Linked DNA regions of Hordeum vulgare: region 1 is linked to region 2. The links are chromatin contacts, called in public Hi-C maps. All regions are on one chromosome and are shown on one strand. Each heading gives the region's core, a stretch centred on a gene start, on an enhancer-like site or on the middle of the called end of the contact. The rest is flanking DNA. Distances are from core to core; before and after follow the strand shown. Region 1 holds the start of LOC123427442 (polyprenol reductase 1). Region 2 holds the start of LOC123427440 (ubiquitin fusion degradation protein 1 homolog).

Evidence for each region. A called contact is a pair of places that touch in the nucleus more often than the background predicts.
Region 1: a Hi-C map of leaf shows a contact between it and region 2, with 3 times the contacts expected there. The contact joins the promoter of LOC123427442 here to the promoter of LOC123427440 in region 2. A contact is called at or near these places in 2 of 6 Hi-C or Micro-C datasets (leaf and seedling) and 1 of 1 datasets of contacts at active chromatin or transcription factors (embryo).

The regions. Positions count from the first base shown.
Region 1 is chr2H:583,103,978-583,110,566 of MorexV3_pseudomolecules_assembly, forward strand. LOC123427442 (polyprenol reductase 1) reads right to left here and starts at 5,046. Exons shown (of 6, transcript XM_045111488.1): 1 at 4,686-5,046; 2 at 2,972-3,321; 3 at 2,275-2,509; 4 at 1,306-1,401. The coding sequence starts at 4,871.
Region 2 is chr2H:582,812,726-582,818,773 of MorexV3_pseudomolecules_assembly, forward strand. It overlaps LOC123427440 (ubiquitin fusion degradation protein 1 homolog), which reads right to left and starts at 3,752. Exons shown (of 10, transcript XM_045111486.1): 1 at 3,448-3,752; 2 at 2,985-3,031; 3 at 2,191-2,268; 4 at 2,069-2,093; 5 at 1,951-1,983; 6 at 1,705-1,826; 7 at 1,482-1,612; 8 at 1,108-1,334; 9 at 520-785; 10 at 1-269. The coding sequence starts at 2,987. The coding sequence ends at 183.

The DNA of each region.
Region 1 (6,589 bases), core at 3,796-6,295, 290 kb after region 2:
GTCGCGGAACTGTGGAAGGAAGCGAGGTAGGCCAATTTGGTAGTGTAGGTGCCCGACGCGTTCCACTTCCACACGAGCTGGTCCGGTGCGTCTGAGAGTATCGTGGCCTCGATCAGGCGCCAAAGCAAAAGATACTGGCCGACTTCATGAATGTCCACAACGCCATGGATGTCTCGCGCCCATAGGTGTCCCGGCAATCCTTCTGCCACCGTCCTGGTCTTCCTTCGCCTTTTGGGGATGCATGCGTGGAGAAGCGGGCGATCTCGCGGACAGATCATCCCCCAATCCATCTGTCTTCCCAAAACTTGGTGGTTTGACCATTGCCAAGAATGGTGTAGGTGTCGGTAGAGAAGAAAGCACGCTCCTCGGAAGAAAACTGCAGGTCCAGGCCACTCCAAGCGTGACGATCGTCAGTATGGTTGAACCAGCGCCAGAGTACACGTAGCGCTAGGCCTGTGCGCTCCAGGTCGTGGACTCCCAGACCACCCAGGGACAGCGGGCGGGCGACGCGACGCCAATTGGCATGGCAGTGTCCGCTATTGGCCTCGGCGCGGCCGGCCCAGAGGAAGCCGCGTTGGATTTTTTTTCAAGAAGCCTGAGAGTATTTTCTGGTGGTGCAAGGACGAGCAGCTGGTGGAGTGGGATAGCACCTAGTACCGATTTCACCAGGGCGAGGCGGCTGGCTCGGTTCATGAGCCATGCTTTCCAAGAGAGGAGGCTCCTGTCCACCTTATCGGCGAGGGGTAAAAGTTGGGCAGCAGTATAATTTAGAAATCTCCAATGATATAATAATTTACTTCATTCGTCTGGAATTAGTCGACACTCAAATGGGTGTATCTAGCACTGAAATACGTCTAGACACACCCGTGTGAGGTTCAACTAATTCCGGACAGAGGGAGTACAATTTTTAGGCAATTTACAGATTGCTTGGTTTTAAATGTAAGGCTGCCTACACCTCTATACAAAATTTATATGGTCAAATGCCACTCTACGTCTGTGAATTAGACTGGCAAAAACGGTGAACCGAACAATTTGATAAGTCTGTACTCTGTAGTAACATCAAACAGTGCATAAACAATTCCATCAGAAGCAACATAAAAGTTTTCTGTCCTTCATCCACTCCGGCCAGCGATCGAAACCTGACCAGGCTTCAACCAGTGAAAATCCATCACAGAAACCTCATTTATGATTTCAATCCTAATCTAGATATGATTAGTTTAGTTATAAAAGCACTGTCTTGTCACCTGCCATATTCGTCAAACAGAATGTGCATACTGAATATGGGAGAAGAACGGAAGCACTTACTAGTTCAGCAAGGTAATGAGGGCAAGACACACGACTAAACCAGTCACCACAAGGAATAACATATTCATCAGAATCTTTATTTTCGCGCAACGATCCCTGTCAAAATGGTAAGCAGAAATCAATGAAATTGAAAATAATAACTAAATCTGCAAGACCGTAGCCCAAAAGTGTGCAAGGAAAAGATGCTGGATGGTTCAGTTTCTTGCCTGAAGGACATATAATATGCATACCAAATAACCTAAGAAAAGATGATGCAATCTGAATATAAACCCTCCGCAAGGCACTGCGATCTGTCGCGCTGCTGGTGCCCTGGATGATATGGAAACATAGGAACGCGTGTGTGTTCGACCATATTCCTCCGTCGCTCGACGAGCTCTTGGATAGGATCAAAGATGAGGTTAGGTGCTGGGCTAGAGCCGGGGACAAAGGGCTTAGGGTAGTCTTGCCCCCATCCTGGGATGTCCACTAAACCAACATGTAACTGTGCTGTAACCACCTCCTAGGAGGCTGTAAACTCTCTCCTTTTCAATGCAAAGAAACGCAAGGCTTTTGCGTTTTCTTGAAAAAAAAAATCTGAATATAAACCTACATGATGTTACTAAGGCTCTTAATTTCTCATAGAAAAAGAATAACCTACGAAATATGGTATGATCCTTTAAGAAGAGTTCCTGATGTTGATTGGCTAAGCAAGTATTGGGATTGCTATTTTCTACTGCAAAATGAATTCCACTCCATCAAATCTAAAGTAGCAAAATGATTCCAACAAGACATAACTATAGGATTTCAGGAAATAAGTTTTATCAGTCATTCCAACTTTTAAGTTTCAATACATTGGCAGATGCTTCATTTTTGAACATTTGTGCTTCAACTCGCATCTGTAAACATGTGTTCACATTCACAGACAAGAAACCAACTTATATTTGCTATATGGTTCTGGCTCCAGGCTAACTAAAATAAGCTGGTACTTACAAGAATTGCATGGCAGCGGATCTGATGGAGGGATCCCCAAATGAATATAACAGCACCTATCCATTGGCACCACCCCAACTTTAAAAGAGGCTTTATAAGAGAGGGTGAATCAATGACTAGGTCTGGCATTCTTGCACGACCCTTTACTATGAATTCAGCTATTTGACCTCGAAGAAAATCTATTGCTTCAGGAAGACAAGAGCTAGCGAGAGATAAAGGTGCAGCCGTGTAATAGCTACAGTCAAAAAAAATTGTAAGTCAATCTGTTACAGAAAAATGAAAGAGCAATGCAATAATCCTTGTGCGAAGAAACCTTTACTGAAAGACCAACGTCAGAATTATTATAATAAACAAGAAATGAAAGAATATATGCATTAGGATAAAAAAGACAACTGTTCTGTTAATTGATTAGTGGTAAAGAATTTAGAAACTACAATTACCAGTGGTCAAATCATCCCGTAAATTAAAGTATGCCTTAACTTACACCATCTACTTGCATATTTTGTTGATAAAAGTATAAACCCAGAACTACAGAAAATAACCGTAACAAGACCTAACAGAAAAGGCAAGTGAAATTATAACAGAAAGGACTAGAACTCTAGAAGGAAGAATGAGAGGAAATATTTAGTCAAGCTGGCATATTAACAACTATGCGACATTCTAGAACAGAATGGAAGTTAACCAATATGGAACTTACAATAGACCTGTCAGGTATCCTACAATGTGCATCCGAGCTGTAGGGCTGTAGTGAAACACATTTTCAGTCTCATACAGGCGTCTCAGCACCTGAATTTCCATCAATAGAAGTACAAAGACAGTCCGCCAGACACGATACTTGTGTTCCATGGTGCGCGACAGGACACTGCCAAAAGAGAACGAATTTGACCCAATAAGATGGCTAGCGATTGTGGAGTAACTCGATGGCTCTGCCAACAGCGGTGTCATTTTCATATATGCATAGAAGCATATTGCAAGCAGCAAGCTTGTTGTCACCGCCACTCCCACCACATAGAAATGCAAGAAGTACTTCTGCGGAACTGTGAACTTCTGCAATTTTGTAAAGATTATTTCAGTTTCTAATGGTTATGCAGAAATTGAGTAGAATACAAGGCAAAGGTACGATATATACATCAAAATTATCTACATAAAGATGACAGTTTTGCTCATGGTTTTGGATACCCATAAATACCTGAGCCGTATGGGTACCAACTTTAACCCATAAGTTATTACCAGAACCCGGGCGTGACCCAATTAGTCATGAGTCAGCTATTGCCATAACCTTTTTTGCCAGAGGGTTACCAATGGGTTGCTTGATTAATATTTAAACAATAAAAAATATATGTCTCGTATGACATGTAGACCGTTAGAGATGTATAACACATATAATTGTAAACCAGCAAAGAGTCTTAAAAATGAACACATCCGAATATCATGTACTCATACTTCGTCTCAAGGATGAAATATTCTCTTACTTGGAATTGGAAGGTTGAACCTGTCTCCCATTCATTTTCTTGGTCAATTTTTGACTTGTAATTTTGGTCAACAAAATACGGGTTATATGTCTACGTCATCACAAATATATCATCGGAAAGTTCTTTGAAATGTGCATCAATGACATACTTTTTGTGGCATATAACTCACTTTCATTGGTAAAATTAATGATCAAAGTTAGACATAAATTATGAAGTGGCCTTGCATACAGAAATGGAGGGAGTAACTCAAAGAAAGAAACAAGAGTTTCTAATCTACCCACAATCTCCCTCCATTAGTTCAAAGAAAAAGATAGGAGCTTCTAATCTACCTACAATCTCCTTCTATTAATTAAAAGAAAGAGACAGCAGCTTTAGTCTACCCACAATCTCCCGTTCATCCAGATAATCTCCCAAATACATTGTATCGAAGTCTACAAGAGAGAAAGACCGTTAATCCAAATAATCTCCCAAATACATTGTATCAAAGTCTACAAGAGAGAAAGACCGTTAATCCAAGTAACCTCCCAAACACATTGTATCAAAGTCTACAAGAGAGAAAGACCGTTAATCCAAGTAACCTCCCGAATACATTGTATCAAAGTCTACAAGAGAGAAAGACCCCATGGCTGTCTATGGTGACAAGGGAAAGGCTACATAGAACTTCAACCGTGGATTGGCAACACCCTGCAAGCCTGCCTCTTTTTTTTTTCCCTTTAAAACGCCCTTTTGCACATGTTTTTTTATTTCAATATGTAGAGTATACGATGCTGATCTAACGCTTTCCCTCACCAGACAGCACATTGCATCATGATTTCAGAACCGACAGCTTTGCTAAGCCCGAATCCCCCCATGACAGTAAAGGAGTTACGATCCTGCCGGCCGGGAGCTTGAGTGGGCACACATAAAAAGGCAAAGCGGGAACCGAGGTGGTGGTCTTACCGCCTTGGAGGAGGAGGACGGCCTGACGGTCTTGCCGCGGGAGGAGAAGGCGGCGAGGAGGCTGTGTAGGAAGCGGCCGCCGGCGGCCGCGGGGATGGGCAGCGCGGCGGCGGCGATGGGGAGCGTGGCGGCGAGCCAGGCGAGGCACAGCAGAGGCTGGAGGGCGGGCCCGTCCCCCTTCTCCATGGGAGGGCAAACCCGCGCTCGCTCTCTCTCTCTCTCTGTGGGTACGCGGCAATCTGCGCGGCTGGTGGGCGTGGTGGCGCTAGGAGGGGTTTGCTTCTGGGCGAGGAAGAGAGAGTGCGAACCCAAAGGGGAGGCCACACCGGCACGGTACGCGATTCGGTCGCTCGTTGCTTGCTGGACCGGGATGCGTGCTGTGTAAGCTTCAAAGCTAAAAGTGGGCCGGTCCCTCTCGTTCTCCGTCGACCCCGACCGGTACGCGTGATGGGATTATTAGCCTGCTCCGGTGTCACGTGTCGCTCGCGACTCGGCGTCGGGCGCAGCTCTCGTCGGCGTCCGGCTCCGTTGTCACTGCATATAGGCCGTACGTAAGTCCGTTGCGTTGCATCCGGGGCTGGGTTTATCGTCGTCAATGATAAGCCCTTGTGTAGAGGAATATAGAAGCGTTCAGATCAATAAAATAATAATCTAAATTATCTAGTTTTGGTGGGGAGGCGTGGAACGATCGGTGACCAAGCATACTCGTCGTAGGTCGTGCGTTGGATCTTGCTTTAGTTCTCGGTAGCTGGACTGTCAAACATGAAGTCGGCAACCGATATTATACTACTCTCTCACTTCCTAAATTCTCCCTCCGTTCTAAAATATAAGACCTTTTAGGGATTTCACTAAGAGACTACATACGGCGTGAAATGAGTGAATCTATACTCTAAAATATGTCTATGTACATCCGTATGTAGTTTATAGTGCAATCTTTAAAAGGTCTTATATTTAGGAACGGAGGGAGTATAATTATTTTTTAGAGATTTTAATAAACGACTATATACGAACCAAAATGATTGGATCTACACTGTAAAGTATGTCTATATAGATCCGTATATCGTTTTCTAGTGCAATCTCTTAAAAGACTTATACTCCCTCCGTCTGGAAAATTTATCCTAGAAATGGATATAATGAATTTATCTATAACTAAAATAAGTCTAGATACATTCATCCCAAGGACCCTGGCGTTTGGCCCTGGAGTCCGAAGAGGACTCTTGCCTTGCGTGCCAAAATGACGTTAAGCAAGCTCTTTCTCCAAGAAACGACACCAGGGCTCAACATATAAATAAATGGGTAGGGCTAGCACCCGGAACACATCAACATTTCCCCAAGCCGTGTGCCGGCAACTGCTACTTCTTGAGCTTGCGTTGGTTTTTCCCTTAAAGAGGAAAGGGTGATGCAACAAAGTAGAGATAAGTATTTCCCTTAGTTTGAAACCAAGGTATCAATCCACTAGGAGTATCAAGATGAGGCACCAAGGCACCTGCGCAAAAACAAACAAACTTGCACCCAATGCGATAAAGGGGTTGTCAATCCCTTTACGATTACTTGCAAGGTGAGATCTGATAGTGATAATAGGTAAATATAAATAAATAAATAAAAGTGCAGCAAGGTATTTTTGGTATTTTTGTATGTAGATCTGAATATATAATGTGTAAAATAGACCTGGGAGCCATAGTGTTAACTAGAGGCTTCTCTCATGATAGCAAGTATTACGGTGGGTGAACGAATTACTATCGAGCAATTGATAGAATCGCGCAAAGTCATGACGATATCTAAGGCAATGATCATACATATAGGCATCACGTCCGAGACAAGTAGATCGATACTATCTGCATCTACTACTATTACTCCACACATCGACCGCTATCCAGCATGCATCTAGTGTATTAAGTTCATAA
Region 2 (6,048 bases), core at 2,502-5,001:
AAATGATCGTACTGCTTGATAAATAGACTTTCATCGAGCTAAACTGTTTATAAACAATTTCCTTCAGATGAATGCGAAGTGGAGATACAAAGTTCACTACAGCTACCACAGTAACCAGACAACCTCCAAGCAAGATGGCGTGTTTGATTGCGAAAGTTGTCGCTGGCAATAAATACTAGCAGCTAACGCTTCAAGGAGTAGCTCTTCCCAGTGAACGCGTTGAACTTCGGTTCTTCCTTCTTCGGAGGTTCGCTCCCTTTGGCAGGCTCCTGTTGGCAGCAATTGAATAGAAATCAGCGGCTAAGGTTGTGTTTAGATATCGTGTCTTCTTTACAGAAATGTCATCAGAACTGGAACCTTCCAATGAAATTTAGTTTTTGCACATTGATGATTCTGAAATCATTTTAGCATCTAGAATTTGTCTACGAATACACTGAACTTGAAAGGTTTAACTTGCTAAAGTAAAAATTCAGTAGAGAAAAAGGAGCATGTGAACAATTTAAAAAATAGCAGAAATACCTTTTGTGCTTCTCCCTCTTTCTTGCTGCTTGCACTTGAACCAAACACAAGCTTTCCTGTTTTCTGGCGCGTTGATGTGTTGGCTCCTGAAGGTGATGCAGTTTGCTGGTTTGCCCTTTTGTTTGTGTCTGAAGGTGCAGAGCGTGCAGCCGCAGCAGCGTAAGAAGCTCCAGGTGCTTGTTGTTTTGGGCCCTTACCATCCAACCGTTTTCCTGAACCAGTGAATGGTTTGAACTTTGGTTCATCTTCAACATTAGCCTCTTGATCTGAAGATTGCCAAAACAACAATACAGTTTCAAAAGGGGAAAAGTCACAACTATCTTAGGCAGCCTATAGAAAAGTGGCATAAGATGTCCAACAATACTTTAGAACAGACTAATAAACATAAAATACAGCGAGTTGGCATAGTGAGTGATGTCTTTATTTACGTAAACTATTATTTCCATTTCCAGGTGGCAACACCAGTAAACAGATCTGCAGCTATAAAACCTACGCCAGACTGGAACAATAAATTTGTTCAACAATAAGGTAAAACACAATCATATTCAGCAACTATGATTTTGATGATGACAAGAGTAAAACACACACCTTCAGCAGGTGCCTTGCCTGCAGGAACTATGGGACGCTGTGGTTTTTCAGGTTCTTTGTAATCAAGAGGAGGTGCAAAGTCCACTTCACAGTCTGTCTCAATAATGCTAACTGCAGAAGCAGGTTTTGCTTCAACAATATCAATATAATACTGTTTGTTGTTGTAAGCTACCATGATGCTGTCGCCCGTGGTTAAGCAAGAGAAGTTTCTTAGAGTTTTCTCCAAGCTGCAAAGTTACGCAAGCATATTAATGAAAATGGCAAAATGAATGAAGGGACTTTAATAGACAACTCTAGCACAAAGTTATCAGTTATTAACATGGTGAATGGCAAAAAGAAGGAATGGGTTTTAATGCAAACATCTAGCTACTGACATGGCTTTGGGGTTGGAGATGTCTAGGAAATCAGTCGTGTGAGGCTGCAGCTTCACATATGTACCCTTGGGAAGAGTAGCATTCTTGACACGCACAATGTCACCCTCTTGAAGAAGCATGTTTTGCATCATCTATACAAATGGAGAGAAAAAATATGTAACAACTCATTGGAATACTTTTCAACTGAAGAGAGCACTAAAGTAAGTTGGCTCATAGCACATACCCAGTAGGGCATGATGATCAACCCTTCTTCTGCTACAAACTCCAATACACCACAGTGTGAAATCCTGTCGGTGACACCATTGTGCAGTTCAAATAGCATAGGATACTCAATGTGCAGGGAAGCTGTTACATAAAAACCAAACGGTTAGAAATGCACATAAAAATATTCTCTCATAGTGATTAAAGTCAACAATATGAAGCTACGACATTCAGACTAAGGTCGAATGCAGGAGGATTTGAGCTTTACCCAGACGATCCAGGGCAGATGGCGGCATTATTACTGCATTGGAAAAAATAGAATTATATCAGAGTTAAGCCGTAATGAAACTGCAGAATAAGAGGAGAGAAGAGGCTCCAAGACTTACCTTTGTCACCACTTTCCAGGTGTGGCTGGAAAATATAAAAATTCAGAAAGATGGTTAAATACAATTCAGATTCTAGCACTGTTAGGTACTAGCAGATAAAATTGATACCGCAAGTAGAATACCTTGTCAAAAAAGGATGCTGGATAGCAGCGGTACGTTTGCTCAAAATTATTAGCATGGTAACCATATCCTGCATAAAACTGCATAAGAAAATATTTGGGTTAGCTAAGCATATGCGAACTACACCAAATATGAGAGAAACTAACTACTGGCATCTGTTCAAAAAAGCTGTTTGAAGCTAAGAATGAAAAAGGACCACATTACAATAATTACGAACGACATGACTATCACAGGAACAGAGTTAAACAAGATCAACCTGCAGATATGGGCATTTGCGTTAAGGTGTGAAGTATTTTGCAAACTATTCAATAAGAAAGACCAATCGTATATACACGCTTGATCCAATGATTAACAAGTGTAGAGGGGGCAGCCTGGTGCACATAGCTCCCGCTTGCGCAGGGTCCGGAAAGGGTCTTTTGTACGCAACAGCTTTACCACTGTGCCAAGGCTCCCCTTCACAGTTCACGTAAGTGTATCATTATTAATTCACTCCCAGTGTAAACAAGGAACCACAAGAAAGTGCTGTGTACTAAAACTAATTCAATGTGAAATTTATCTTTTCAGTATGACCAATTTTAGTTGAGCCCGAAGTTATCTCCAGATCAGTTATTATTAGTATGGCCAGACTAGCAATGACTTAAATCAACTGATATTCAAAAGAATCCTTTAAAGAGTAGCAGTAACCAGATTCATCTATCAAATGCCACACCTGAACCCTAACTTAGTATCTGTATGCAGAAATAGAAACTTGGCACCAAGCATAGGAGATTTCAAGGGCAGTTGAAGTAATGCATACCATCTTGAGTAGACCTTTGCTTCTACTTCTCTTGGACCTGTTATTATCTGTAAATAGCATAGGCGAGTATGAAGGGAAACTATATGAGCCGCAGAAGCAAATGTACAAGATCGTAATTCTCTCCCCAAGGGAGAACTAAGATGACAAGGAAAGCACAAAGCAGCACTAGTATTTGGCTCCTTATTGTTACTATCCAAATTCCAAAGGAACCCAACCAAAAATTGCAGGATCGTCAACAAGCTCGAAACTTTACAGCGAAACACCGCCCTAGCTGCATCACCGGTACAGTTATTTATTTATTCATTATAAGTAGCGCCAGTTTTTCTTTCCAGCAAGCCCTGGTTCCAAGCTAGTAGTAACAGAAACGCCAGACAGCATGAACGGATTTCGGTCCCAACACTGGGCAAAAATCCACACGGTTGCGGATCTAGGTCAGAATCTCTGGAGTTGGGGATGCTCGTACCTCGGAAACCAAGCCAATGGCCGGAATCGCGGACGGTGTCGACGCAGTACGGACGCGACGCGACGGGACGAGACGAGACTGCCGGCAACCAAGAACCGAGGAGGGGGGGAGGTCGCTTATGAGGGCGTGGGGAGAGGGGATCCGAGACGGGATGGAGGAGACGCAGAAGTGGGCTCCGATCCGAACAGGTTGCCGCGGAGAGGGGGCGGGATTCGGATGGGGGATATTGGTTGGGATTGCGTGAGGTTTCCGCGGAGGAGGAATAATCCGGGCGATGCGATTGCGAGGGGGAGGGGGAGAGGAGCGAGCGCCGGTGATGCGGTGGAGCAGAGCAGAGCAGTCCGTTCGCCTTCGGGAATCGATGACGGAACGGGCTGGCAAGGGGGGCCTGGAAACTAGCCCGACGGCCCAGGCCCGCTGGGGAACCGCGCTTCCCCTTGGTCAGGGTGTTGTAAGCGGGACCTCCTATGTGGCGCTTCAGGCGCCACTAGGGGAACGGGCGCCTGCAGCGGCCCTCTTCGTGGGCCGGCCAATATTAAATTCGTTCGTTATTAAAAAATCGAAAAAAGTTCACAGAATTATTAAAATTTCAGATTTGCGAAAAAAATTCAATGATTATGAAAAACAGTTCACCGATCTTTGGAAATATGTTCATAAATTTTAAAAAAAGTTCACAGAATTCGAAAAAATATCATCAATTTTGAAAAAAAAGTTCATCAATTTTTTTAAATAGTTCACTGATTTCGAAAAAAGTTCATGAACTTTAAATTATGTTCATCAATTTCAAAAAAGAATTCAACGATTTTTTAAAAAGTTCACCGATTTTAAGAAAAGTTCACAGGCTAAAGAAGTTCATGAAGAATTTCTAGATGGCCCGGCCCATTACGGAGCGCTGCAGGCGCTGGTTAGCACATTTTTCCTTTAACCGATGCCTGTGGCGCTAAATCGGGTTTGTTGTTGTAAGCGGGGCTCTCGCTTATAGAGCGCAAGATGAGCCGACCCAGGTGTGGGGGATGCCACAGCCTCGTTTTTTGTGTTTATTTTTTTTACCTTTTTGTTTTCGTATAATTCCAAATATTATATATATATATATATATATATATATATATATATATATATATATATATATATATATATATATATTACAAAAAGACTTGGCATAAGACAGCTTCACCATTCCCTTTTGTGTCGATGGGGGGAGTTTAAAAAGACTGTGGAGGGGTGGGTTACCTCGGAGGTCCCGGATCAAATTGTTTGGACCGTGGGAAATAAGAGGGTATTCTCTACTAAATCGGTGTATGAATATCTAAAAAGAAGTATAGCTAGATGTGATTATAGATGGATCTGGAAGACTAAAATTCCTCTTAAATTTCAGATCTTCCTTTGGCAACTCTTTCAGGACGCCATTCTTACGCGCGATGTGATGAAAAGGAAAAAATGGACCAGAAACCCTAAATGCTCGTTCTGTAAAGAGCGGGAGACTTAGAAACATTCATGCTTTACTTGCCATGTTGCCATGGTGGTGTGGATAACGATCGGATGTGTTTTTGGTACTAGCCTGGGTCCAAATGATATGTGACTGTATTTTTCGGTGTTATGTGTTTCTTCCTGATGAGTTAGGTTCTACACCTTTGGACTGGTAGCAGTTTGTTGGGCGATCTGGAATTGCCATAATCGTGCTACTTTTGAGAACAAGAAGTTGAAATCCCCTTTTGATGTGGTTTACGCTACTTGTGGTTATCTTACTTATTGGGCAGGTTTGTTGAATGTATCTGATCGGGTGGCGATGCAGGTTGGAGCAAAGATGCTGAAGAGCAATGCGTCTATCATGATGCGGATCTGTGCTTCCCCCAAGAGTAACACCCAAAGATGGAAGCTGCTAGTAATGCCTTAGCTCTCTATGGGTTTAGCCCTTGCGTGGATGACTGATCGACTCGTTGGAGGGTCTGATTGTACCCTGGGATGATTTAGACTTCCCTCCTTCTTTTCCTGGTTTTGTTAGGCTAGCTGGTGTATTTTATGGTGTTCCTGGGTTTTCGCCCTGCGATAGGTTCCTCACTGACGAGTGCCTATAGTGGGTTTTCTAGTAATACTTTGAACTCACTCCCCTTTTTTGTTTTCCTTTGTTTGTTCGAACTTTGTATTTCCGCATGTTTGGTAATGGAAAGGGGCTCGCCTGGTTAAAAAAAAAAGACTTGGCATAAAACATTTCAAACTAAAATGTTAGCCGTTAGCCAAGATTTTGATAAATATTAAATGTGCATAGAGAAAATGTTTCTCGTGTCTATGAAAAATGTATACCGAAAATCTGCAATGTGTGCGAAAAGATTGATCATGTATTTAAAATAAGTTAATCCAAGCATTTCAAAAAAATGTTAAACAAGTATTTCCTCAGTTCCTTGATATAGGTCTATCTTTTTTTCATAAAAAATCACAATGTAAGGTGCATTTGTTTTAAATCCTCGTAATTCCATTCTTGGCCCTCTAAAAAAAGGAAAGTATCTCTCCCCTTATAGCATGTATATCTCTTTTAGAGAAAAAGAGTCGATTATATCTCTCTCTACCATAAATTATTTATTTGCCACTAATCATCAAATTAGA